Regions from separate parts of the Mus musculus genome. Here all the other regions are linked to region 1. The links are chromatin contacts, called in public HiChIP or PLAC-seq, Micro-C and promoter capture Hi-C maps. All regions are on one chromosome and are shown on one strand. Each heading gives the region's core, a stretch centred on a gene start, on an enhancer-like site or on the middle of the called end of the contact. The rest is flanking DNA. Distances are from core to core; before and after follow the strand shown.

Region 1 (5,020 bases), core at 1,756-4,255:
TCTGATAAATTCATCTGGCTGCACTTTTCTGGGCCTGCAGAGCTTCCCCAAACCCCTGGATGGGCTGCTTAGTTGCTCTAGTGCTTCCTGTACAAGCCTGAGGACCTGAGTTCAAATCCCCAGTAAAAAGCTGAGTGTATGGGATAGAGAGATAGACGGCTCCCTGCTAAGAGCAGCTCCTGTTCTTGCAGAGAACTGGGGTTTGAGTCCCAGTCCCAACTAGGCAACTGACAAGTATTTGTGACTCCAGTTAAACACGATGTGTTGTCCTCATCTGGCCTGTGCAGGTACTGCATACATGTGATAACCACTGTTCAAGCAAAACACACACACACACACACACACACACACACACACACAACACACACAGAGGGAGTGAGCCGGGGTGGGAGGGAGGGAGAGAGAGAGAGAGAGAGAGAGAGAGAGAGAGAGAGAGAGAGACAGACCTGTCACTTTCTAACAAGCTTTGTCACTCTTACTTGCATTTCTGGAAAATGTCTCCTGTTTGCTTATGGAATTGTGAAACCTCCCAAAATTTAATGGCGTTTTAGGGGCAGAAAAATCACAAGGCCTGGAAGAGCACTTGGCTAACATTTGGAAGTCCTTCAGCCAGACCCTCCCCTGTTCCTCTCGCTCTCTTGTGTTTTGAGACTCTCTTGGAGCCCGTGCAGGCTCTGACTTGCTGTGTCCTCAGGGCTGGCTTTGAGCTTCTGCTCAGTTCTCAGCTGTTCTGCCTTGCCCCGTTTTATCTCCTTGAGCACCACTGGGCAGAGGCTTGCTCTCTTTCCTAACAGACATCTCCATCTTTGTAACCTGTTAGAAGATTCTTCCAGAGACTGAAATGAGAACTAGGCTGGCCCTGTTGTCTCCAGGCTCAGGGGGAGGTTCTCAGTTCCTCCATGAAAACTGAGGCAGCCTCCAGAGAGCTAACTTAGCTCTGGGCCCTTCTGGAACTGGCTCCCCTCCTGGCTGTGGTTTACACGTGATCGCTGCTGTCTGAAGGCGCCTAGGCTGAGCTCAGAGCAGGTGAGCTGGATATTGGAACAAGAAATATCTTGCATGTGTGCATAGGGCAGGTGCTACATGAGATGAGGAAACATAGTATAGATCAAGAAGTTAGAGGCAAACTTGGATCCTGGTCCTGCCTCCCTCCAGCGTTAGACAGACCATTTTGCCTGTGTCTCCAGAATCCTGTCCTAGTCCAAAGAGGTACAGACAATTGGATCTCACCCCTTAGCTGCTCATTCTATTACATGTTGCTACCTTTTAAGCAGAAATCACAAGTTTAGAAGAAAGGCACAGTGGCATCTTAATAGGCTAGAGGGACAAGACAAGGTCTCAGAAGTCCTCGTACCCTAAATGTCCATAAGAACAGCGGCCCTGTCTTCTCCATGCTAGCACCCTCTGCATTCCACTCAGCGTCCAGCACGGCTCAGCCTGAGGTGCTCACCACTCACCACTATCTCTTTGCTTGTCTTTGAACATTCCATGTGTCCATCCTCCATACAGCTTTATTGGGTGTCGGGCACACATGGAGGAACAGTATGTGTCCCTTGAGGGACAAAAGCAGACAGCTGAACATATAAAGGCATTTTGTTTTTTTCAGTTTTAGTCTTAATGCATTTTATGTGTCTGGATGTTTATCCCACCTGCTAATCGGACAAGTCCTGAGGCTGAGTACCTCGGCCCCTGACTGCTCCAACGTCTTGGGAGTCTGTATTTTTCTTACGAAGTGAGGAGTCATTACCAGAGGTAGTAGGGGCCCGATAGTCTTTGGATTCTTTGTGTGTGTGTGTGTGTCACATTTTTTAAATTTATTTTTTATTAGATATTTTCTTTATACACATTTCAAATGCTATCCCGAAAGTTCCCTATACCCTCCCTCCGCCCTGCTCCCCTACCCACCCACTCCTGCTTCTTGGCCCTGGCATTCCCCTATACTGGGGCATATAAGGTGTCTTTGGATTCTTTATGGAGAATATAGATCAGGTTCCCCTCCTTGCCTAGCCCCCAGAAAGGTACCAGCTAAGTCTAGGGACAGCACTGTCAGGAGCACCCACCTACCTGGAGCATAGCTCAGCACCCGCACACTCGGTTCCTCAGCAGCCAGGACCTGGTAGAGCATGTCTCGGGCAGCCTTCCCCGCACAGTACAGACCCCAGCCTTTGTAGGGCTGCAGGGCACACAGAGATGAGATGTTAACCACAGTCTTGCTCAGGCCAGGGCTATCCTGGAAGGCATTCAAGGTGCCGGAAGTCAAACAGAGCATGGAGGTCAGGTTCAGAGCCCAGTAGTTGTTCACCTCAGCTAGGTCATTCACGTTGAGGAAGCCTTTGGAAACATCCCCAAGAGTGGCTGAAAAAAAAAAAAAACGGGACCAAAGAAATGACACAACTGGGGCACTCTTCTCCCTCAGCCTTCCACAGTTCCTCCTCATAGGCTATCTCTCTGCCCCAGCTCTGCAGACACCCCTAATGCAAGCAAAGAATACTGTAGTAAAGCAGAGTGATTTGTTCAAAAAGTCTTGACTCACACATCCGCCAGGAGGCACTGTCGCCCCGTAGTGACACTGATACACCCTCCCTCCTCTTGGACTTTGGACTTTTAGGGACTTGCCCTTCACCTACCCAAAAGCCTATGAGGTAAGAGCTCGCAGCCGGGGTCTGGACGGGACTCTCACCTGCGTTGTTGATGAGCAGCAGGCGCTGCAGCCCCTCGGGCCTCGGGAGCTCGCGTACTGCGCTCAGCAACCGCTGCACGCCAGCCTCGGTGCCCAGATCGGCGGCTGCCAGCACCACTTTCAGGTCAGGCTGCTGAGCGCCCAGCTCCTCCTTCAGTTGCCGCAGCATCGACTCACTGCGTGCGCTTACGAGCATCACGGAACCGGGAGACAGCAACCGGGCCAGCTGCGGGGCCAGGGCGCGACCAAAGCCCCGGGAGGCCCCGGTCAACACGCACACAGCGCAGCCCAGCCCGCCTGCCTCCATGCCTGGAACTCAGACTCATGCGCAGCTACTGAACCAGGACGGGGCGGAGCCTATTCTTGGCTTGGGACGGCGGAAGTTCGGGCCAGAATCCACTGGTGTTTGGGCGGGGGAAAAAAAAGCCAGGCAGCCGGGCCTCGGCAGGAAATCCTAATCCCCTTCCCAGCGCTTCCGGGTTCCCCTTGAGCGCCACTCCCACAAACTCAGCCCCTTTCTGAGAGGCGCGTTCTCAATTTCCACCCTGTTCCAGGATCAGCTTCCTCCTCCAGGGTTAAGGTTTGTCTTTATCCATACAGGACATACCAGTTAGAGACCAGTGACAGCCTTGGATGAAGTGTGTAGAGCTTGTGGTCCCTTTGCACTCTGATTAACAGAAGCCTTCTCTGGAAAAGCACAGCAGCTTCCCCAGGAGGTGCTAGGCAGACAGAACCAGAAAATGAAGAGCACACACAGGGGAAGAGAAAGGCTGAGAATCACAACAATCTCACGAACAAGACTCATCACCGTCAGTGAAAACGCTTGGTTCCTTGGGACCTGTGTACTTATCCTTCAACCTGCGTCATGCACTCTAGAAACAACTTCATAATCTCAAATGGGAAAGAAAAATATCCCAGCTCTCTGGAGATGTCTGAGGAGGACAGCAGAGAAAGACATAGAGATTGCTTTGATCCATTTTTAGTCTGAGGTGAGCTAGAGTCCATCGGAATTACAGGCAGGCAGGCCAGCGGCTAGCTCCTCTTTGTTTCAGAAAGTTCAAGTGGTAGGACTAGTCACTTAGCCTGGTCAGATTGGGAAACCAGCAATCAGTAGGGGCCATTCTCAAGTTCCAATTTTTTTTTTTTAAATTGAATGAGGCTTTTGTCCTAGGCCAACGAAATAGGGGACCTAGAGCGATGCAAATCCTGTAGGCCTATATGAGAAGAGAGCCGGAATGTCTCTCTATAGGTTTTTAAAAAACACTGTCTTGTGCCAAATCAACACGTCATTAATGCCTTTTCTCTATGCCAAAGTTCCCTTTCAGCAGAACTGTATATTTAAAACTACTTACTTACCACTAATCTATTGGATTTGTTATCTTATTTCCAAAGTAGTTGAAGGATCTTCAACAGACATAGTGAGTTCAAGGCCATCATGCTGAGTTTGAACCCCAGAACCGACATTAAAAACACTAAGTGTGACCAGGCAATGGTGGTGCTCCTAGCACACAGGAGGTAGAGGCAGAGGCAGGAGGATTTCTGTAAGTTTGCATCAGCCTGGTTTACAAAGCCAGTTCTAGGACAGACAGCCAGGGCTACACAATGAAACCCTTTCTGAGCCACGTGGCTGCAATGAAACCTTTAATCCCAGCAGTCTGGATACAGCAGTAGGAGACTCCGAGCTTGAGGCCAGTCTGGTCTACAGAGTGAGTTCCAGGCCAGGCAGGGCTACACAATGAGAAACGCTGTCTCAAAAACAAAAAACAAAATTAAAAAACAAAAAACAAAAGCAAAACTTTTTGAAAGATGGACAGGCATAAAGAACTATACACATTGTCCTCTGGCCTCCACCTCCAACTCATCCACTGACAAAGGAATAAGCACACACAGACATACAGACAAAGCCAGGAAAAGAAGAATTTTTTTAAACCAAAGTAAGCATACAGGGTCCTGTTTACATCTCTCCTTTAAAAAAAATCATTTATTTATTTAATGTATGTGAGTACACTGTCCCTTTCTTCAGACATACCAGAAGAGGGTATCAGATCCCATTACAGATGGCTATGAGCCACCATGTGGTTGCTGGGAATTGAACTCAGGACCTCTGGAAGAGCAGTCAGTGCTCTTAACCGCTGAGCCATCTCTTCAGGCCTTATATCTCTTTTTTTTTAAGTATCTTTTTAACATCTTTTTATTTGTTTGTTTGTTTGTTTTTTATGTATATGGGTTTTAGCCTGCATGTATGTCTGTGCACGACATGTGTGCAATGCAAAGTGGTGGCCAGAAGAGGGCCTCTGCTTCCCCAGGGACTGCAGACACAGTCTGCTATGTGGCTAGTGG
Region 2 (5,469 bases), core at 1,400-3,899, 860 kb before region 1:
TCACTTACAACCTTGGGCAAACCACCTCCCCCTTTCTGGCCTTAACTTTTTAATCTGTCCGATGAGGCGTCTGGGCCAGTGGGGGGCTCTGACACAGCCTGGGTGGCAGCAGAGCCAAGGTTCAAGGTCACGGCCCCACGTTCTCCCACTGGCTTGCTTTACTCTCCCCAGCCGGGAGGAACATCCTGAACAGCGTTAAGAATAATAAACATGGGCTGATAAACATCAATAGGCCTGGTTGGTGCCAAAAAAGAAAGAGAGAAGACTGTGCTGTGCTGGCTCCCGCTCCCCGGACCATGCTGTAGCTGCCAGCTCCTTAATCATCTGGAGACAGCCGGCCGGCTCCCCTGGCCCCACCCCAGGCCAGGGCAGGCAAAGGCCAGGCCAGGCCAGGCGCAGGAAGCAGCCACCACTGGGTCCTCAGCCACAGGCCAACCTGGTCCAGGACCTCCCTTTGGTTGGGCTCTTAAGGCATTCCTGCTTGTAGCCTCAATGGCTCTCCATGGCCCATGAGACAGAACCTACATATGCTGTCCTGATGTGAATGGGCAAACCCAGCCCTCAGCTCATTCTGTGCCCTCATGGCTCACCTGATCTCACATGACAGCCATGGTTCTCCGGGAACATTAAGCCCTCTCTCCTCTAACACCTCTGTGCTGGAGAAAGCCTGGGTAGATACGGCACCAGAGCTGGCAGAGCCGTGCTAGAAGCTCAATAGATCACTCTCATAGGCTAAGAACTCCTGAGAGAGGAGAGCTCTTACAGAGAACAGGCTCTGGGTCTGCTCAGAGCATAAGTGGTGTCTGAAACCCATCAGTCTGGGCTTAAAATATGTCTGCTACTTGGCTATATGGCTTTAGTCAAGTGACTGAACCTCTCTGTGTCTCAGTTGTCAGTAAAATAAAAACAATGTGAATATAATAATTTGAATAATGATAATGTCTCCCCTTCCAAGTTGCCCTCAGGCTGGCATGGGCTTACTCTTGTGGAGTACTTGGAAGGGAATGGCCATATTTTCTCCAAGGTGCCCGTTTTAATTGATCTTCACACACTATGAACTGTGTCTGCCCTGGATAGCTGTTGGATGGCTAAGTGACTCACTCAGAGATAGATGATAAAGGGCTGTAGACTTACCCCTTCCCATGAAGCCTGGTCACTTGGGTTATGCAGTGAATGTTTTGTGTAGCCAACAGTAAGGTCACAAATCAGGCACCCACCAAGGACAGGGCAGGGCCTGTGCTTCTTGCAAAAGGATGTAGCATGGTTTCACATAGAAGTAGGAAGGGTAGGGAGCTTGTGGGCTTCTGTTGCCTTGGCATCCCAGAGATGCTGGTAAACTCAGTTTGGTGGCTTTGAGCATGTGCTGAGCCATGACGTTCTTGGAGTCAGCAGCGGTCTGGAGAAAGAAGAGTGGTCAAGGCAGGAAGTGACTGATTATGACCAGGACAGACAGCCCTTCAGTCTCTCATCAATGGGTCTCAAGGATATTTCCCAGTGCTGGCAACCTGACACATGAATGAAATTGCACGTCCAAGGGAACCCCCATCTGAGGTCCCCCGGAAGGCTCTAATCAGTATCTTCCAGCCTGCCCGCCTCCCTGGGGAAGCAGTGTCTCCCTGTTTCAGTCCAATTTTCCATGTGAGATTTCCAGAGACACCGACTAGGTCATGTGACAGGAGACATGGTTCAGGGACTTAATGCATTTCTAAAATTCCTAGCTCTATTTCCAGAAGTCTGCTCCCCTGTGCATACCCATTCTGCTCCTAGGCCCGAGCATACCCTTTTATTATGGGTAACAGGCTCCTTGCCAGTGGGGAACAAGGGTCACTGGAAGACGCATGAGTCAGAGTTTTAATAGGTTTATTAACCCTCCTGTCTGAGGTCTTTCTTCTAGAGCATAGTTAACACTCATCCAAAGTGGACTAATGGGAAATGTACCTTGGAGGCAAACACATAGAATCCCATCCACAGTTCCATGTGTCTACAGCTTGTGTGAGCTGGGCAGCATTGGACTTCTGTTCCCAGTAGCTTGGAGATGCAGAGTCTAGGGATGATTGTACTCTGAAGAGATGGTGGGTGGTGGGTAGCCCCTGAGCTAGGAAGGCTGGGTTTCTAGAAGGAGGTGGGATTAACATTGTGAACAAGAGAAGACAGAACTGGGAAGGATGTTTGAGTGTGTGTCTGTCTGTCATTGAGATTACGCCTTTGAACAAATCAGAAGCAGGTTCCCCTAGTGGTGGGACACAGATCTAAGCCAGTGCAGGGTTTAGTGGGTGATGTCTGCGGTGTGTTTCAGCCCAAGTACATCAACACCCCTCTTTCTAGAGCCCTTAGGCAGTGAAGTCAGTGACCTCTGCAACCTGGCACAGAGTCCTGAATTTAGGAGCAGACATGCACCGCAGATTGTGGCTGGTCTAGCCTCCTCCTGTATCTGTGCCCTTCCGTTCTGCCTTCCCGGGGATTTCTGCTTTTCAGGGCATTGCTATGGGTCTAGCTAGGGAAAGGTCAGTGGTTGTAGCCTTGGGTCTTATTAATGGACTCCTGAATGTGGCTAGGGTGCCCTCCTTCAGTATGCAGAGGTACCTCAGGGACAGCTGATTAAACAGCCTGGCACAGTGTCTGCAGTGATTTACAGCCTGCTCCTGCCTGGGAGCTGGGCTCCTGCATTATTCATGGCCCAAAGCCATAAATCTGCCTGGAGCTGGCTGCTGGCTCTGCCTCGGAGGCTGAGGAGGAAGACAGGAGGAGGCAGGAGTGGGAGGGAGGTCTGGATAGGCAAGGTGCTCCAAGGCTTTAAAGAACTTGACCTTGCTCCTCAGGTCCTGTGTCACCTTGTCTACTGCCCCAGAGTTTCAGCTGTGAGATGCCAAGCCCCACCTTGGCTTCTCTGGTCCAGGATCTTCCTCTCTAAACTGGAAGTCTTTAGAGCTGCTGAGACCCAGGGCTGCTGCCACAGAAGTTCTACAGGACTTGAAGACACCAGGCTCACATTTTGTTCCCTTACAAAAGGTCTTCACTTTTATTTTTGAATATTCTACATTATTCTTTGAGAACTTTGTACATGTATACAGTGTATCTTGATCCTAGCTACTCCCAACTCCCCTCTTCCACTACCCCCAGATATCCGCAGTGTGCCCCCTTCCTGGCTTGCTGTTCTCTCCATTCCTTTCTTTTCTTATTTCTCTTTCTTTTGTAACACACTGAGTGTGATCAGTGCTGCCTGCTGGAGTGTTGACTGGTCTTACTGACTTGATCTTGTATAAGTAGCCACAGGTGTGAGACAGGTGACCACAGCTGTGAGACAGGCAACCACAGGTGTGAGACAGGTAACCACAGGTGCGAGACAGGTAACCACAGCTATGAGACAGGCAACCACAGGTGTGAGACAGGTAACCACAGGTGTGAGACAGGGAACCACAGGTGTGAGACAGGGAACCACAGGTGTGAGACAGGTAACCACAGGTGTGAGACAGGTAACCACAGCTGTGAGACAGGCAACCACAGGTGTGAGACAGGTAACCACAGGTGTGAGACAGGGAACCACAGGTGTGAGACAGGGAACCACAGGTGTGAGACAGGTAACCACAGGTGTGAGAAAGGTAACCACAGGTGTGAGACAGGGAACCACAGGTGTGAGACAGGTGACCATAGCTGTATGACAGGTAAACACAGGTGTGAGACAGGTAACCATAGGTGTGAGAAGGTAACCACAGCTGTGAGACAGGTAACCACAGCTGTATTTCAGGTAGCCACAGCTGTGTGACAGGTAACCACAGGTGTGTGACAAGTAACCTCAGGTGTGAGACAGGTAGCCACAGCTGTGTGACAAGTAACCACAGGTGTGAGACAGGTGACCACAGCTGTATTTCAGGTAGCCACAGCTGTGTGACAGGTAACCACAGGTGTGAGACAGGTGACCACAGCTGTATTTCAGGTAGCCACAGCTGTGTGACAGGTAACCACATCTGTGAGACAGGTAACCACAGGTGTGTGACAAGTAACCTCAGGTGTGAGACAGGTAGCCACAGCTGTGTGACAAGTAACCACAGGTGTGAGACAGGTGACCACAGCTGTATTTCAGGTAGTCACAGCTGTGTGACAGGTAATCACAGCTGTGAGACAGGTAACCACAGGTGTGTGACAAGTAACCACAGGTGTGAGAAGGTAACCACAGTTGTGTGACAGGTAACCACGGCTACTGAGTTCATGAGTGCAAAGGCCACACCATGTCGAGAAACCTCATTCATAGCACCCCTCCTCACCCTTGGGCTCTTACGTTCTCTCTGCCCTCTCTTCCGTGGTGTTCCCCAAGTCTTGGTGGGGTAGATAGAGAGGTCCCGGGTAGGGATGAATGCTCAGTCACTTACTCAAAGGACTTTGACTTTTGGGAGTCTCTGCATTAACTACTGCCTACTGCAGAACCAAATTAGGCCACATTTCTCTAGAACAGACTGCCTTGAGTCCAGTCATCAGGCAATGGGGTCCAAACTCTGCCAAGTCCAGATGGAATCTCTGGTGGTCTCTTGTCATGGCTGCTTCTGCCTCACTCTCATATACCCATGTGTGAGAAAACCTGGGGCTAGACACGGCCACAAGTGTGAGGAGAACTGCACAGCTGCTCAAGTTTGAGATGTCAGAAGCACCTGGAGGCTCCTCAAGGACAGACTGCTGGGCCCACTGCCAGGGTCTCAGAAGGGGCCTGAGAATCTGTAGTTCTTGTAAGTTCTTTGTGATGCTAAAGATCATGTGATAAGAAGGGCCACTTTAGTGTAATTTAGCAAAGCCTTGCTTCTTCAAAACCACCCAGCAAGGGCGAGAACCATCCACAAACCATTTGATCCACTCATTCATTCAGCCCATGAAGTGGCCCTGCAGAGCCCTCAATTAGGAGTACAACTATGAAGAGCCAGACACTGGAGCGTGGAGCTCAGTTGCATGGCAAGAGCGCTATGAACAGACTCCAGGTATTGGCTGAGAGTTGAATCAAGAAGCTTGCTAAACTCAGCTCCAGTCCTGGGGTGGGGAGTCTATAGCCAGCTTCTCCCAGCAGTGACCTAAATGAGTAGAGAAGTCTGTATACTTTGTATCTGGCTGACTGAAGAAACAGAAACATGATGAGCTATAGTCAAATCTGAAGGTATCACTGCCCTGAGAGGAGACTCCTACAGATTCTGAGGTTACAAGCTCTCAGGTAGGGACACAAAGGTCTTACTTAAAATAATTTTTAGAGTTTTGTTATGGCTATAAATTGTGCTTACAGTTGACACAAATGGTGTACTATGATTACAGTCCATTCTTAGGACTTTTCATTTTCCTGAAGTTGGTAATTGCCTTGGTTTTTTTTCTCCACTTGCTTACATTTTGTTGGGCATCTAAGGTATTTCATATTTCCCAAGATGTGTAAAATATCATTCGTACAGCTTTATGATTGGTCAAACCTACTAGATAATTTGTTGTTTTCAGTTTGAG
Region 3 (5,485 bases), core at 2,906-5,405, 970 kb before region 1:
TCTGAAGATGCTTTTATTTTATTTCACCCTGTTTTGCGAACTCCATTTCACCAATGACATTTCTGTCAACACCGTCTCTGGCGTCAGCTGTGACCCTGTCATTTTAACTCTGAAGACTTTTCCATTTTCACTGGTTTTGGGTAGTTCTCAGTTGTCATCTCTTCAAATGCTTTTTCTATTCTATTCTTCCCAACATTCCATGGACACACCATGGACCATCTTGTCCTTCCATGCCAACTGAATTTGCATGTTACATCTGACACTTCATCTGTGGCTTCTGCATTCACAGGTACAAATAACACAGGCTGAAACTATTTAAAAGATGATTGTGCCCACGGCAAACCACACAAGTGCTTCCCCCAATCAGTGCAGATTAATAATTGTTTATGTGGACTTTGCTTAGCACTGAGCACTACAAGTCATCTGGAGATGATTGACGGTGTGCAGGAGGATATGTGTAGGTTATATGCAAATTATGCATGATCATAGGTAAGGGCCTACGCTTCTCCAGTTTATGATCACCCTGGGGTCCTGCAGAAACTTGGCCTTACTCTGTTAATTTCTTCTTTTTAAAAGTTCTTAAAAAGTACTTATGTATGTGCATGTGTGTGAATCTGCATGCATGCAGTTGTCCACACAGGCCAGAAGAGTGGCCACTGGAGTTATAGGCAGTTGAGAGCCATCTCATGTGGGTGCTGGAAATCAAACTTGGGTCCTCGGGAAGAGCAGCAAGCATCCTTAACTGCTGAGCATCTCCTCAGCCTTGGGAATACATTTCTAAAAATTATTTATTGTATTTTTAAAATATATGTGCCTGTGTGTGTTATGTGCATGACAGTGCTGGTGCCCCAAAAGATCAGAGAGATCAGATCCCCTGATTTGGGAGGTCTGGATTATTGTGCTGGAGACTGAATTGGGGTCCTTTGTTAAAAACAGCATCGGTTCCTAACCGCTGAGCCATCTTCCCAGCACCGATGTTCGTTTCTTGATGTTATCTTGATGCTGATTTCTGAAGATACATCTTCCATTTACTTAACGTTACTCATTTCTGATCTGATATTTAACCCAGTTTCCAAAGTTTGTCATCCAAGGCTTACATTTTTTTTAAATTTTTTTTTTTTATTTTTGGATGTTCTTTCTTCTTCAGTCTGTTTAGTTTTGAAGGTCTCTGTCTGTCTTTTGTTTCCTGGAGAGTCCTTTGGTTCACATGTTATTTCTGACACTTCTGCTTTCTGTTCTCACGGGTCTGCTTCTGCAGTTGGTTCATCCTCGCTGGCTCTCGCTTGTGGTGTCTGTTCCTCATGTGTTCACTATTTTTTGATTGTGAACTCATGCTCTTTGGAACTTTATCTGAGAATTCTTTGAGGCCTGGATGGAAGTCACATTCTTCCAGAGACGATGTGTGTTTACTTTTACCAGAAGTCTGGAGACACTACAAACCCAGATTCACTTAAAACTAAATGTTCAGCCGTGGCTTTTGGGGTCCCATAGTCAGTCTGCATTTGGCTCCTCGTCTCTCCAGATTTTTCCTTTCTTGTTCGCTGTGGAAGATTTTCCTTATGCCCTCATCATCTCCAGAGTGAAGCAAAGTTTTAAAGATGTCTGTTGGTGTGATGGCCTTGCTGGGAAGATCTTGCTGGTTGTCTAGTTTGTCCTTTAGTTGGAAATTGAAATCTGTTTCAATTTTGAGTCTGACAGCCCTGTTTTCCATCAGGCAGGTTATATCTCCTTCAGGACCCTGCACTCTGATTTCCTGTCTGTGGCATCTTCTCCAATCTTCCTACGAACATGAACAAAGCCATTGGTTTTCTTCTGGTTTAGCCTCAGGTCTTTGGCTGGGGGAAACATTTTTTTTTCTCCCTCATATTGTTTCCCCCTTTGTTTTGACCCCCAAGGCCATCTTCCTGTCATTTGCTTAGCCTTACAGGGGGCCATTCTTGCTTGGCAAGCACTGGAAGACAGAACCTAAGGAAAATTCTGCCTGTGAATGCACAGACCTTTTTTTTTTTTTCCTTTTTTAACAAAAGCCATTTCAGATCAAAGAAAGATGGAAATGGTTTAGAGTTGCTAGACTTCTACTTTGCCAGCTGGGAATCTAACAGACTGGGAGAAATGAGGAGGAACCCAGAACCACAAGCACCTACCATGGGCTTTTCTGTGAGCCGAAGACCACTGTGTTCACTGCGGCAGCCAGCAGTAGCTGGCAAAGTCAGAGCCACAGGTCCTTGCTCATGCATCCCCATGGAAGAGTTTCCTAAGCGAAGCAGGATTGACCTTCTACACTAGGCCATCTGGGCAGGGATATTACTTGAGGAAACTTCCTACAGTGTTGCTTGAGTAGACTCTAAAGTTTGTGGTGTTCAAGCATCTATGTGAATAGTGCCAGCTTGCATGTGCAGAGAGAGCCATGGCTTTTGGGTCCGGAGACTGTGGGTACTGGTCTAGCTCATGAACTCCCTGTAGCTCAGCAAGTAGAGAGGCAACTTGTGTTTAGGGATAGGCTAGAAACTTAATGACAGCTGACCAAGAGTGACAGGCACATGTCTCTTCAAACGTGGGGACAGTTTTATTGCTTGGAGCCTTGCTTCCCTGACCATGCGTGCATAAACGGGATCAGTATTCAAAGCCAACCTCTTTTCCCACTCCTTCAGGATGGCTCACGTGTTTCTCTCATTTTCTGTCCCCACATTCTTCTCACTTAGCAGTGAGTCCTCTACGAGAGGACATTCTTTCCTCCTGAGGTGGTTTTTCCTCTCCTTGTCCTGACCTAGCACTCATTTACATCAAGGTCCCTTTCTCCATGGACAGCCTGAATTCCCTCTCTTCCAAATGTGAGGAGAATGCCTTATTGTGTGCTTCATGAGTCTCGACAGCAATTTATCCCAAGACTTTGAAGTAGATGTTTTTTGACCAAAGCAATCAGTTACGGGGCGTCGCTCACAAGCAAGGAGCATTTCCAGAGGCAGTTTGTCTCCAGGCTGCAAGCTACAAGGCCACGCCTCTGACAATGAGAGCCAACTTTAACCATGTTTAGTGTGTGTGTGTGCACTTAGGTCACATGGAGGCCATAGGTCCATGACAAGTATTTTCTCCATCACTCTTCTTTTTTGAGACAGAGTCTCTCACTGAACCTTGTCAGCAAGCCCCAGAGATCCTTCTGTCTCCACCAGCAGTAGGATTACAGGAATGCTGCTATGCCCAGCTTCTTACATGGCTTCTAGGGATTGGACTCAGATCTTCATGCTTGTAAGACAAGTACTTTACTGATTGTCCATTTCCCCAGCCCCAATATTCATAGCTTTTACCTTATTCTCGTATCTCTCAGCTTAGGAAGATAGATGTAAGTTTCCTAAAGACATGTACTCATGGGATTGGGGATGCAGGGCACTACAGACATTTGAAAGTTGCAGACTCTCCCGCCATTAACCATATCCCCTTTGTCCATGGTCCAGATGCAGCCTGCTCTCCTTACTCCCATGAGTTCTGTTTAGGTGTTTGATGCCTGTCCTTGGTGTCATTTGGGTCTTCCTTGTGACTCATTCTCTCATTTTCTCTGAGCAAATACAACTTGCCCATCAAATGACAAGTGAAGGCATGGGTGGGGTGGGGGCGAGGGGAGGGAAGTCGGAGCCGCAATCTGTTAGCTATTTGGAGTAATTGGTTATTTGCTGTGTGTGCGGGTTGGGAAGCCCAGCACATACTTTACGGTCTCTCCTGTTACGGGGGCTGGAGTCACCCACCGATATTGGATCCTGGTTGCCGGAGCCCTTGGCTCGGGGCGCCTTTCCCCTGCTTGGCATTCCTGTGGTCTCCTCGGGGGTGCACCCCTCCTCCCTCAGTGCACACTGCAGGGGGGACAGCCTGGGGTGAAACGTCTGGCAGACTCCAGGCCCCCATCAGGGAGGAGGCGGCCCTGGCTCCCTCTAGCCAGCCCTCGCTGTGCTAGCACCCTCCTCCCAAAGGGGTATTTCCCCTGGCATGAAGGACCTACTTGCCCTCAGTAGAAAAAGGTTCTTCTCCTTCTTAGAGGGATGTTCGCACCTTTCCCTGACAACTAACTGGCCAGAAAGCATACACCAGTATTTAGCATTAGCATGATGCCTTCTTATCCTTCTTGGTCCTACAAATGGCCTAGTCCCTAGCCTGGGCACTTGGAAAGTATGCAGCCCTCTGTGCTAAACACAAGGTTCCTTGGGAGCTCTTGGTGAAGCTTCATCCCTCACCTCTTGTCTGACACATCTCTACAGGAGCCAAGGCACAGGAAATCAGAACCGAGGAACAAGTTCGACAAAGATTTGAAAAGTTAACGTGATTTTGTGTATGAAAATGCACACGGTAACTAGAAAGTGGGTTGACTTTGGCACAGAGCAAGTTCCCCCCAAATCCCTTTTAAATTGAATTTAAGATGGCTAATATTAGTGTCTGTAGTTTGATGGATGCTTCTGCAGTCCCGGGAAGGCCTTCAAAAAATAGTTTTTCTCTTAAGTAGATTGCTGGAACTCTTGTTAAGCAAAACTGTACCCATAAGCAGAACGAGGGTTAGGTAAGCTCCCATGTCCCCCAGGCCCTTCTGGAACCATCACAGATTCCAAATTAGAGATGTCGCATTGCTTTCTTCATAGGATTGAAGACTCATCTGGAATCTTCTTTCTCTCAGCCCACTGAATAGATTCCATTCTCTCAGGCATGATACCCTCAGGGAGCCAAGTTGTAGGCCAAATGCCCAATTTAGTCTTCTGAGTCTGGAAATGGCTAACAGCCCAGTTCCTTCAGCCCCCTCATCCATGTGTCCAGAAACCTTGGGTTCCTCAGGCCCTTCATGCATGTGGCCAGAAACCCAGCTTCTCCCAGATCCCTCAGCCATGTGCCTGGCAGCCTGGTACCCTCAGCTTTCTCACCCACATGGCTGGCAGCCTTGATTCCTTCCAGCTCCTCACCTATGTAGCCAGAAGCCTGAGTCCCATGAAGGCCCCTCACCCATGTGGGACATAAGTCTCAAAATAAAAATAAGCTAAAGTGTGTGTGTGTGTGTGTGTGTGTGTGTGTGTGTGTGTGTAGTGAGCCTGAGTTTCCTACCAAGTCATACTTATGTGCTTGGCAAGTCCAGTTCTCTGTAATCTCATATGGATAAGGTCAGAAATCCCGAGTTCCCCAGAGGGTCCCTGTTCATGTGGGACCATGTCTATAAGAGACTGACAGATGGCCAGGTCCTATCTCTGCTGAAGCTCATGTGTACATATTTATTGGGCCTTGAAAAACAATTCAACACTTGATCGAGCTAAAGATTTCTTTCTCCCACCCTCTGCTGATTCAGCTTAAAGGCAGGGTTCATGGCATAGAAACCTTTCTATAGACAAGAAGGCTATTATCCAGGAAGTATCAAGAAGAGGCTAGAAGTCTAGTCTTTTACTTGATATTTACTGTGCGTATGTAGAGGTCTTCTGAGTCATTGGTAGCAGGATGTGTGAGCACCTATCTGTGTGGT
Region 4 (5,199 bases), core at 904-3,403, 570 kb before region 1:
TAAGGTCATGCCCAGTGGCTTCCTCCCAAACTGGGAGACGATGATAATTCCCTAGGCCTACGAGCAGCCACTCCACTGCCAGAAGAGGTTTCCCACCCCTACCCCACCCCCATTCTCCCCAACCCCAGACAATGAGGAATCCTACCTTCCAGACAAGGGATCATGGCTGTGTTACCTAGACTCAGAGCCAGCTGTAAAAGGGGACCTTAATGCTGAGGGAAATGAGGAATAAAAAAATGATCCCAAAGATTTTTTTAGTGAGATAGCTCCACCCACAACATGATGGCCATGCCGGGGACCAAGCTGAAGTTGAATCCTCAGGGTCCCTATTTTAAAAGATTTAGAATCCCCTGAGCTGGGAGCCAGAGACAGGAGGATTCTGGTGTTTGAAAGCCAGCCAGCCCATCTGTCTACTTGTGGAGTTCTGGGCCAGTGAGAGACCTCATCTGAAAAAGCAAGGTGGCCACTAGAGAAATGGCTCAGCCTTTAAGAGGCCCTGCTGCTTTCCCAGCTGGGATTAAGTTTGGTTCCCGGCACCCACTGCAAGGGGCTCACAATGGCATGTAACTCTAGCTTCAAGGGATATGATCTTTTCCAGCCTCCATTGGTATCTCCACACATTTGTACACACACACACACACACACACACACACACACACACACACACACATGTTTTAAAAAAAAAAGTGAGTCAGGCATGAAGGTCTTTAACCCCAGCAGTCTGAAGCAGAGGGAGATAGGTCTCTGTGAGTTCAAGGCCAGCCTGGTCTGTATAGCAAGTTCCAGATCAGCCAGGGATAGAGAGGGAAAACTTGTCTTCAAAATAAAAAATAAGGTGGATGGTTCCTAGGAACCACACTTGAGACTGACCACACAGACACACACATCTGCGCACATGTGCACCTATACACACATGCACACTATCTCTCACATTCTGCTGTTAGGGCCCAAACCTGCTAAATCTCCTCAGAACCTCTTTGGCGGGCTGTGGAAGCCAAGAACTCACTCCTTCAGGCTGGAACACACGCAAAACAAGGCCTCTCGGAGCCACTCTAGATCCCAGGCTGAGACCCCATGTTCTCCAAGGCTGCCTGGGCCAGACTCAGTCCCAGGCACTAGTCCAAGGCTAACATTTACTATCTCTCATCAATGGCTCTGCTCTGCCATCCCCTGCCATCCCGGGGGTACTGTTATTAGGACAGGAGCTCTGTGTGGCCCTGGGCCTGATGCCAACAAGGCCTTGGAGATGGCAGAGCCGGGGATGCCTGTGGGGTAGGTCACTCTCTGAGGACCGTGAAAGCTGTCACTCTCTAAAAGCTGCCTGCCAACTACAGCATCTGCACAGGGCATTAGCAGAGTGGGGATTCTCACAGAGACACGGCTCCAGGCCAGATTGCTCATTCTTTCTCTTTGCTTAAGCTTTGTATGTGTGTGCATGTGTGTGTGTGTGTGTGTGCATGCGTGTGTATGTGTGTGCATGCGTGTGTGCATGTGCTTGTGAAGCAACCAACCTATGGTCACACATGTGCGAAGATAAATGTAAGCCTGGGGCGTGGTGTTTGTTCCAGCCTCTTCAAGCATGGACCCTGTTGTAATTGAAAAGTAAACATGAAGGCAATAGCCACACTGCATTGCTAGAATCCAGAAGAGGTGCTGTCACCATGGGAGCGCTTGTGTATAAACTGTGACCTTAATCTTTACACGGTGGTACACACCCTGGGTGAATCCTTAGGAATATACTTCGATTCACATCATGGAGGTCAGCAAGATGACTCAGTAGGTAAAGAGATTGCCACAAAGTCTCCTGACCTGAGTCATTCCCCATTCTGGTGACCCACATGGTAGAAGAAAAGAAGTGACTACAAATTGTCCTCTGACTCTCGCGTGTACACTTGAAAAATATAGATTAAATAATTTTAAAATCACACAAATGTGTGTGCATATTAAAGCTTCAATTCCCCAGAACTGCCAAAATTACCATCATATACATACATATGTATGCAAATGCATATGTCTGTATGTGTGCCTCCTATTTCACATCCAGTCTCTACGGTGGCTCAGCCTTCTCCTTGGGCTCCTCCACCCTGCTCTCCCCACACCAGTGTGAGCCACTCACAGCGCTGCTATAGAGTTTCAAACAGAATCCTAAGGAAGCTGGGCAGAAACCTGGCCCCCAGAGTGCACGCCTGCGCAGCCCCTCCCCTGGGGTGTGAAAGGGACTCTTAAGACAGAATCCACGGTGACGATGTTCTCAGCAATGTAAAAGGAAGTAATGTCCCTAACCTGTTAATTTAGGTTGAGCGTTTTTCCTGAAGAAAGAGAGAAGGGAAGAAGGAAGGTGGGAGGGAAGACAGGCAAGCAGGAAGTACTTTGGCATAACCAGAGATCTCAAGGCCAGAGACAGGCTCGGGAGAGACACCTCCGTTAGCCCACAGGAAGCAACTGCCTCGGTGCAGTGCTATGTGGTAAGTCAGGAGGTGGCCTTTAAGACCAAGAACTTGAATCTTGCCACTGACCTGCTCTGGCCTCTGCTTCAGGCTGTCTGTCATGTACTGCCAACTGTCCCTACTCTGGGGCACCAGTTGGAAGAAGTCAGATACCTGGCCAGGGGTTGGTACATGACTCAAAGTGAGCCAATTAGGGTCCTTGCTCAAGTGGGGGTAGAGAGCCTGAGGCCTTCTGAGGGTATCAGCTCATAGTGAGATCCCCAGGATACACCCCAGGACCACCAGTCACCACCTGCCCTACTTACCTTATCTCACCAAGCCAGGGTCCCAGAGCAAGATATTTTGAGAAGGAAGGGCCTAGAAAACCTAGCCAGATCAATCAAGAAGAGCTGTTATGGGTGCAGCCCAGGACTCCAGCCTTCCAAACTACCCCTATTCCCTCCCAGGTTAGACAGCACCCTGTCCACACAGCCAGAATGAAGAGCTAGGAGGCCCAGGAGATAGCAGAGCCAGTGCAAGGTGGGCCAGCTCAGCCTCTTCTGGGGGACATGGAGTTGGAGGGGAGAAAGCTATGGGAAGAAAGGCCCCAGACTGCTCATTATTGTCCCAAGACCAGAGCCTAGAGCCTCAGCCAGGCATGAAGCCTGCTTTTGATGTCTCCTCCTCTGTCTCTCTCCTACCCTTTCCCCTCCCCCTCTTCCTCTTTTTGTTCCTGCCTGCTCCCTTTACTCCCTCCCCTGACTTGCCCCTTCCCTTTCTCTGTCTCCCTCCTTCCCTCCCAACCTTCAGGCATAGCTGGCTGCCTCTCACAGCTCACCCTGCTGGCCCTGAGGTCCTGGGCAGCCAAGCCCAGCCAAGGCCAAGGCAATTTTGGGAAAGGGCTGGAAGATGTCTGAATGTGGATCTTCTAAGTTCTCTCCAAACTGGTGCCCCAGTCCAGGGACAAACAGTGTCCCTGTTTATCTGTCCAGTGTCTGTATGCTCCTTTCAGGCCTGGGAAGCTCAGCCTACAGCTGGCTGGGGAAAGGGGAGGGAGAGCAGCTAAAGTCATTGTCCCCTCCCCACCACCACCAGCTCAGCACCATGTGGAAGGCAGGGAATGAGCTGATGAGGGGACCAGCTCCCCATCTGGCTCCCTGCCAGTGCAAGGCAGGGGGTCAGGCCAAGGGTAGCCCTGGGGCCCCGCTGCAGCTCCATTTGCTGTCACAGGGATGGATGGAACTCACACCCAGACAAACCATGGCCTCCCTGGAAAGGTTCCCAAGACATCCAGTCCCTGCATTGCTGCGACTGCTGGCTGGACCTGGGCCAGCCCAAGAGAGCTGCGGTGAGTACTGGCCACTACAGGGCACCTGTCCCCAGCCCTTCTCTTGGTTTCCCTGTGACCTTAGGAAGGTCACTGCAGGATTCTGCTTTTATGGAGGAAACAAATCCCCCCTGACTTTGTGGAAGGTGGAAGGATGGGGTGAGCAGATCCAGGGATGGGAGGTGAGAAGACCGCATTCACCATACAGAAGAATAGGTGCCCAAGGTCTGTAACTATCCTGCCCTAGTGCCACTATCGGCTTCTGTGATCCAGGCGGAACAAACAAGGCCCTGTGTCCCAATGCGCCTGGGCCAGGGTGCTGTGGGCAGAGCCATTGTGAGAAAGAACAGAGGCGACCACACAGTGACTTTTGTCAGGTGAGCCTGGCAGTGGCCACTCCAGGATTTGAGACTCCAGCTGTGCTTCCTGGCTCCTGGTCTCCACCCCCCACCCCACGACTCCCACAGCCCTAGTCCCTAGAACCCTCATGGACATTGCTTGTCCCCATCCTGTAGTCTTGTCTTTCCACAATCTCCACCCCAGGCCTCCTGGACAGTCAGGCTACGGATGGAGTGAACACCTGGCAGAGATGCTGGGGTCTGGGCATGTACATGATCCTGCGACACCCATGAAACAGATTTGGAGGATCATTTGCCTAGGCGAAAGGCGGAGCTCAGAACGGGGAGCCCCCTCCCGCAGCTCCCGTGGTTGTTTATGTCAGCCATCATAGCTCAAACTGATGAATAAGCCTTCAAGCTGTGGGTCATTGGGTCCGGTGCAAAGACCTGGCATATCTGGTCACAGTCACACTTGACAGGGGTGTGGCCTCCCTGCAGCCTGTTCCCTGTCAGGCCCTGGACCTTGTCACAGCTTGTTCCTTGTGTAGGAATGTGGAGCGGAACTCCACAACACATCCCAGAGCTTTCTCACAGGATGGTCTAGGCATTGCTGATGGGAATACGGAGAGCCCCAGGAGCCTTCTAACGAGTCTGAAGGGCGAGAGACCAGACAGCCAACAGAGACAAGGGTGAGTCCCCACAGTTTATTACGGAAGCCAATAAAAGAGCCACATTGAGTATTTCACAAAATGCATGGCATTCATTGTTGTAATATGCAACACGGAATATTATATACACATCAAAACCACACGACAGCCAAAACACACACACAGCACCAGCTCATACCAAAACGAGACACACAAGTGCTTTCTCAATATTAAAACAACTGTGATAAAAGCATATTAATATTTTGAACCATGTTTACAATAAAGAACAATTCATATTTTACTAAATAACAAATATTTAACAGCAAAAACTTTATACTAAATATCTATTTTGAATTATAACAAAAATAGTACTTATAATAGTTTATAAAGACAGACACAAAATTATAACATTTATGAAAAAAAAAGTTTTGTGTATAAAATAATAGAAATCTGGGCCGCAT
Region 5 (5,056 bases), core at 1,978-4,477, 540 kb before region 1:
CTATGACCCCAAAACTGATCCTAGAAGGTAATAAGTAATTCTGCATGAGTTTCTTAAATAATGTCTTTAAATCAAACAAGCTCTGGGGCCCATGAGTCTTAGCACCTGAAAGGGAGTGATGGGCACTGATGTGCTATCCCATTCTCTACTTCCTCAGTGCCTCCTGTTTGCAGGAGTAGACTGGCTGCCAGGGTAAGCTATAATGAGCCCTCCAGAGCAGGGTGGCCCCCTGCTAGCCAGGTGGCATGGACACAGGCTGGAGTCTGGTTAAGTTAGGAGCTAGCCGAGAGATTGTCTCAGCTAAAGGTCAATAGCTTTCAACCATATAGAAATCGCATGTCTGATTTAAACCTCAAGCAGGTCCTCGAAAACCCTGTGATAATAAAGAGACTCCTGGGAAATAAAGAGAAACCTTAGCCCAGGCCGAAGGCCAGAGCAAGACCTCCTCCATGGAATGTGGCCCAGGTCTGGTCTCATTCCTGAGTGGGGTTCACTGCCCCTTCCTCCCACCCTCTGCTATCCTTTATGAAACCCAAGAGCTTTGTTCAGTGCATGCCCTTGGGGTCCCCAAAAGCTGAGCAGCACTGGCCCTGTTTGCTGGTCCTAGGAGAGGCTTTACTTCAGAATGGGACTGCAAGACAGGCCACTTGCAGGGCTGTGCTGGGCAACTCTGGGCCTTCAGGAAAACAAAGGCTGGCTTCCCAGTTAGCACCCGTTTGTTCCCCGATGGAGCACTGGAGGGAGTGGGGACCAGGACTCCCTTCTTGGTGTCTAGGAGATGGATGGGGCTGATTTTTTTCCCAGGATTCCTCCTCATAAATCTGATTTGGCCCCTCATCCGTCTAGGCCAGTCTCCATGGAGGTGTGTGGTAGTGATAAATGGGCTGACTCACTAATGTGACTGAGGTGGCAGGGACTTGGGGAGGGCCTCTGATCTGATGGATGGTCCCCATGAGAGCATATTGCATTAGGACCCCTTAATGCAATCAGCAGGGCCATTACTATCCTAATTTGTAGCTCCTCCTCACCAGGTGGGGTCACAGAGCTGGAAGATTAAGGAGGATGTCAGAACTTTGGAGACACCTGGGGGTTTGAGGCAGGATTTCCTTCCTGGGGGCCATTACTAGGGAAATACAAAAATAGAACCAAAGAAAGTATGCACCCAGAAGGGAAAAGGAAAGACTCAAGGTACAGAGGGAAGGTGTAACTGGGCCAAGGTCACCTCTGGAGCCAGAGAAGAGCCAGGATTAGAACAGGAGTCCCAAGTGATTGTGCCAGAGTAGACAAATCTGGAGGCGGGATGGGGCTGAGGCAGGGAGCAAGCACCATGGAAGAGGGATGAGGCTAAGAGGGGAATACCCTGGTCCCGATGGAGGAGTTGGAGAAGGGACTGAAGGAGCTGAGGGGGGTTGCAGCCCAAGGAGGGAGCAACAGTGTCAACAGGCCAGATCCCCTGGAGCTCCCAGGGACTGGACCACCAACCAAAGAATACACATGGAGCCTCTCATGGCGCTGGCCACATATGTGGCAGAGGATGGCCTTGTTGGACATCAGTGGGAGGTGAGGCCTTTGGGCCTGAGGGTGTTTGATGCCCCAGTATAGGGGAAGGCCAGGGCAGGAGGACAGGAATGGGTAGGTGGGTGGGGGAGCACCCTCATAGAGGTAGGGGGAGGAGGGATGGGATAGTGGGTTTCTGAAGAGGAGACCTGGAAAGGGGAAAACATTTGAAATGTAAATAAAGAAAATATATATGTAAAAAAAAGAGGGGAGCACTATAGAAGAGGGATGGGGTTAGTGGCAGAGAGCTGCAGTATTGCTTGCCACCGCACTGGGAAGGAAATGCTATTTTTTTCTGAGTGTTTAACCCAGAGTTAATGGGGCTCTAGGATGTGCACATATCCAAATTAGGTTTTCTTCTACGGGATGGCTCTTCAGAGGAACCACCTAGCCCACATTTGCAGGCTCAGGCAAGGGTTTCCCATTCAGAGACCCACATGGCTGTGTGTTCTGCTCAGTGTGGTGGGCATGGCATGATCCGAGTCTTCACACCAGTCACTGCCTCCTTCCATTCATATCCCTTTACTATCTTTTCCCTTTGAACTTCCTTCTTTCACCTCTTGGTAAATTCTTACCTTTTCCAATCAAGCACTGCTATCCCAGTTTTTCTGAATGTTTCCAGAGTGCTGCTGGCATTCTAGAACATTCTACGCAGACCACCCTGGCATTTTTATCTTCCTCATCCATGCGCCGACCTACTGTGGTGCCTAAGGCATGAATGAACTATTGGGGAGGGGAAGGGGAGGTAAGAGGATAAGGTGTGTTAAGAAGGTGTGTGGGGGGGGGCGGGGGGTAGGGGGGCGGGGAGTGAACTGCTGTGAAGCTCAGCAGTTCATTTTATGTTGTTATCTAGTGAAGGACTCTAAGGATTTCAGGTACATGCATCGCATCCCTCTGAGGCTCTGGTGTCTATGGCCATGACACATGTTCTTCTGCTTCTTGGTCACTTCAAGACCCCTTTGACTTCTATTTAAGTAACTCGATCCTAGTTATTTGTCAACATGTTTTTCCTTCAGACTCTAACCAAGCTTGTATCTCCATTAGCTTGAAAGTACTTACTTAAGAATCCTGGGTCTACAGTTTGCATGCAGGTGTGTGTGTGTGGGGGGGAAGGGGGTGTACATGTGTGTTGATAGTCAGGTTAGAGGACAAACTCAGTCTTTGCTGCCCAGCACTAGTGTTAGAAGCATCTGCTACCCAGAGGATGTCCTAGTCGGCCATCAATGGGAGGAGAGACCCTTGGTCTTGCGAAGATTATATGCCCCAGTACAGGGGAACACCAGGGCCAGGAAGTGGGAGTGGGTGGGTTGGGGAGCAGGGTGGGGGAAGGGTATAGGGGACTTTCGGGATAGCATTTGAAATGTAAATGAAGAAAATATATAATAAAAAAAGCATCTGCTACCATGTCATCTTTCCTTTGTATATGGATCTGGAGATCAAACACAGGTTCCCATGCTTGCTAGGCAAGCCTTTCCCAGCTGAGCATCTCCCCAGGCCTGCACTGATATCTCACTAAGGACCAGAGATGAGGGAAGAGGATGGCAGTTAGTACAACTTTGAGAATACTGTTCCTGGGCTTTGGGATTTTCTATCTAAACAACAGGGACAGCTGACTGGCAGGGTGATCTCAGCAATGTGACCACATTCTGCCCCACCCTCACTTGCTCTCTAGCCTAGACAAGCCTTAAAGCCCTGACTCTCTGGCTTCAACCTCCCATGTAGCTGGGATTACAAGCCTATGCCACCAGGCCAGATCTTCATCAAGGCAAACATGATCTAGGCATGTCCAAAATTAATTCTTCTTCTTTGAAATCAATATTAGTTTACCATTTTCCTGACTTCTGGCTATTTATTTAGTTAATTAGAAACTTCCATGTTTATTCTGGTGGTATGGTGCTCAGCACTGAGCCAGGCCCTTAGGCATGGTAGAAGAGAACTCTACTTCTGACCCATGTCCTAGTCCTCATGCTGCTTCTGGAATGTAACCTTTATCCCAGTCCCCACTGCTATGGATCCGCAGGCACCTTCACACTGTGTAAGAGTTGTTTAGAGACTACATACACTTAATTCTTTTGTCTTCTGTTTGCCTAGGTTACATCATCCTGCTCCAACTGATTCCCCTCCCTCCCATAGCTTGCAGGAATCACAGCTCCTCCTACCTCCTTCAGCCTTCACAAAGGGAAGAAACACATTGCCAAGAAACAAATGGGGAGGGGGGGGCAGCAATCAGCAATAAATGGGGAGAAATTAAAATAAATAAAAAATAAAATTATTTAGCATGAGAATATATATTTGTTACAGAATAAATATTTGTTATAGCCCCATTTTTAAAAAGACCGTCTAAAAAACGAAGAACAAATAACTTTTTAGATTTTTTATTAGATATTTTCTTTATTTACATTTCAAATGTTATCCCCTTTCCTAGTTTCTCCTCCAAAAATCCCCTATCCCCTCCAACCCCTTCCCCTGCTTCCCAACCCACCCACTCCTGCTTCCTGGCCCTGGCATTCCACATGAACTTTTTAGATTTCTTTTCTTTTCTTCTCTTTTCTTCTCTTTTCTTTTCTTTTCTTTTCTTTTCTTTTCTTTTCTTTTCTTTTCTTTTCTCTTCTTTTCTCTTCTCTTCTTTTCTTTTCTTTTTTCTCCTCTTTCTCCTCTTTCTTTCTTTCTTTCTTTCTTTCTTTCTTTCTTTCTTTCTTTCTTTCTTTCTTTCTTTCTTTCCTTCTTTCTTTCGAGACAGGGTTTCTCTGTGCAGCCCTGGCTGTCCTGGAACTCACTCTGTAGACCAGGCTGGCCTTCAACTCAGAAATCCGCCTGCCTCTGCCTCCCAAGTGCTGGCATTAAAGGCGTGCGCCACCACTGCCTGGCTACTTTTTAGATTTCTAAGATAGCAATTTGCAAACACACATGAGCACACACAAAAACCAAAATTCTGTTGTTGAAGACATCAGGGAGCATAGACATTGCTTTGCTTGGTGGGTCACATCTTTTAACCCAGTACTCTGAAGGCAGAAGCAGATGCATCTCTTTGAGTTCAGCCTGGTCTATATATCACATTCCAGGCCAGACAGGGTCACATTCTGAGACCTTGTCTCAAAAGAAGAGGAGGAGGAGGAGGAGGAAGAAGAGGAGGAGGAGAAACAGATAAGCCCTATCTTTTAATATTTATATAAAAATCCTATTTAATGTTACCAAATAACACCCAGAAGTTCACCAAGATAACAGCACCTTGACCAAATGGAACAAAGCTATACGTGAACTAAAAGACCTTCAGCAAAGGAACATCACTATAGTTAGAGATTTTTAACAATGAACATTCCAATGAAAAGATGAAAAAGCTTTGCTGGCATCCAATGGGAATTTTGAGTAAACACTTACAGTGGCCTAGGGATAGAAGAAAACTCCCTTACATTGATAAACTCTAGAAAATCCCACAGCAACGGAGAACAAGAGTTCTTTGACTGCAGCCCAGGAAGAGCAGTCTTGACGATTCTATTAT

The links. Promoter capture Hi-C pulls out the DNA fragments that hold promoters and counts their contacts. A called contact is a pair of places that touch in the nucleus more often than the background predicts. HiChIP or PLAC-seq counts read pairs in DNA pulled down with a chosen protein or histone mark.
Region 2: a FOXA1 HiChIP or PLAC-seq map of pancreatic cancer cells shows a contact between it and region 1. The contact joins the enhancer-like site here to the promoter of Spr in region 1. A contact is called at or near these places in 2 of 39 promoter capture datasets (the 3T3-L1 cell line and hippocampal neurons) and 2 of 115 datasets of contacts at active chromatin or transcription factors (astrocytes and pancreatic cancer cells).
Region 3: a contact with region 1 is called in a promoter capture Hi-C map of hippocampal neurons, with 4 times the contacts expected there. The contact joins the enhancer-like site here to the promoter of Spr in region 1. A contact is called at or near these places in 4 of 39 promoter capture datasets (the 3T3-L1 cell line, cranial neural crest, hippocampal neurons and 1 more), 1 of 115 datasets of contacts at active chromatin or transcription factors (stem cell-derived neural progenitor cells) and 1 of 9 other capture datasets (embryonic stem cells).
Region 4: an HNF4G HiChIP or PLAC-seq map of pancreatic cancer cells shows a contact between it and region 1. The contact joins the enhancer-like site here to the promoter of Spr in region 1. A contact is called at or near these places in 2 of 39 promoter capture datasets (the 3T3-L1 cell line and hippocampal neurons), 2 of 15 datasets of contacts at CTCF or cohesin (embryonic stem cells and large pre-B cells), 4 of 484 Hi-C or Micro-C datasets (cerebellum and embryonic stem cells), 4 of 115 datasets of contacts at active chromatin or transcription factors (embryonic midbrain, embryonic stem cells, forebrain and 1 more) and 2 of 9 other capture datasets (embryonic stem cells and liver).
Region 5: a contact with region 1 is called in a Micro-C map of the HL-1 cell line, with 3 times the contacts expected there. The contact joins the enhancer-like site here to the promoter of Spr in region 1. A contact is called at or near these places in 9 of 39 promoter capture datasets (the 3T3-L1 cell line, the SN4741 cell line, cranial neural crest and 5 more), 2 of 15 datasets of contacts at CTCF or cohesin (the NIH/3T3 cell line and embryonic stem cells), 19 of 484 Hi-C or Micro-C datasets (the HL-1 cell line, the N1E-115 cell line, adipose-derived mesenchymal stem cells and 6 more), 6 of 115 datasets of contacts at active chromatin or transcription factors (craniofacial prominence, differentiating embryonic stem cells, embryonic hindbrain and 3 more) and 1 of 9 other capture datasets (embryonic stem cells).

The regions. Positions count from the first base shown.
Region 1 is chr6:85,134,759-85,139,778 of GRCm38.p6, forward strand. Spr (sepiapterin reductase) reads right to left here and starts at 3,006. Exons shown (of 3, transcript NM_011467.2): 1 at 2,681-3,006; 2 at 2,065-2,355. The coding sequence starts at 2,987. It overlaps Gm10444 (a long non-coding RNA gene), which reads left to right and starts at 3,176. Exons shown (of 3, transcript XR_001785286.2): 1 at 3,176-3,669.
Region 2 is chr6:84,270,447-84,275,915 of GRCm38.p6, forward strand. No RefSeq gene overlaps it. Among named protein-coding and RNA genes, the nearest start is that of Gm10445, 150 kb to the right of the region's middle. Within about 2 kb of position 2,650, at least 63 of the 459 cell types and tissues checked have an H3K27ac peak or open chromatin away from gene starts, as enhancers often do. A contact at or near this core is called in pancreatic cancer cells, where this site is marked.
Region 3 is chr6:84,164,031-84,169,515 of GRCm38.p6, forward strand. The region is part of intron 40 of Dysf (dysferlin); the gene reads left to right. Among named protein-coding and RNA genes, the nearest start is that of Dysf, 150 kb to the left of the region's middle. Within about 2 kb of position 4,156, at least 16 of the 459 cell types and tissues checked have an H3K27ac peak or open chromatin away from gene starts, as enhancers often do.
Region 4 is chr6:84,566,643-84,571,841 of GRCm38.p6, forward strand. Cyp26b1 (cytochrome P450, family 26, subfamily b, polypeptide 1) reads right to left here. Exons shown (of 7, transcript NM_001177713.1): 7 at 4,772-5,199. Among named protein-coding and RNA genes, the nearest start is that of Cyp26b1, 25 kb to the right of the region's middle. Within about 2 kb of position 2,154, at least 36 of the 459 cell types and tissues checked have an H3K27ac peak or open chromatin away from gene starts, as enhancers often do. A contact at or near this core is called in cerebellum and pancreatic cancer cells, where this site is marked.
Region 5 is chr6:84,598,109-84,603,164 of GRCm38.p6, forward strand. No RefSeq gene overlaps it. Among named protein-coding and RNA genes, the nearest start is that of Cyp26b1, 6.7 kb to the left of the region's middle. Within about 2 kb of position 3,228, at least 29 of the 459 cell types and tissues checked have an H3K27ac peak or open chromatin away from gene starts, as enhancers often do. A contact at or near this core is called in the HL-1 cell line, the N1E-115 cell line, the SN4741 cell line and 3 more, where this site is marked.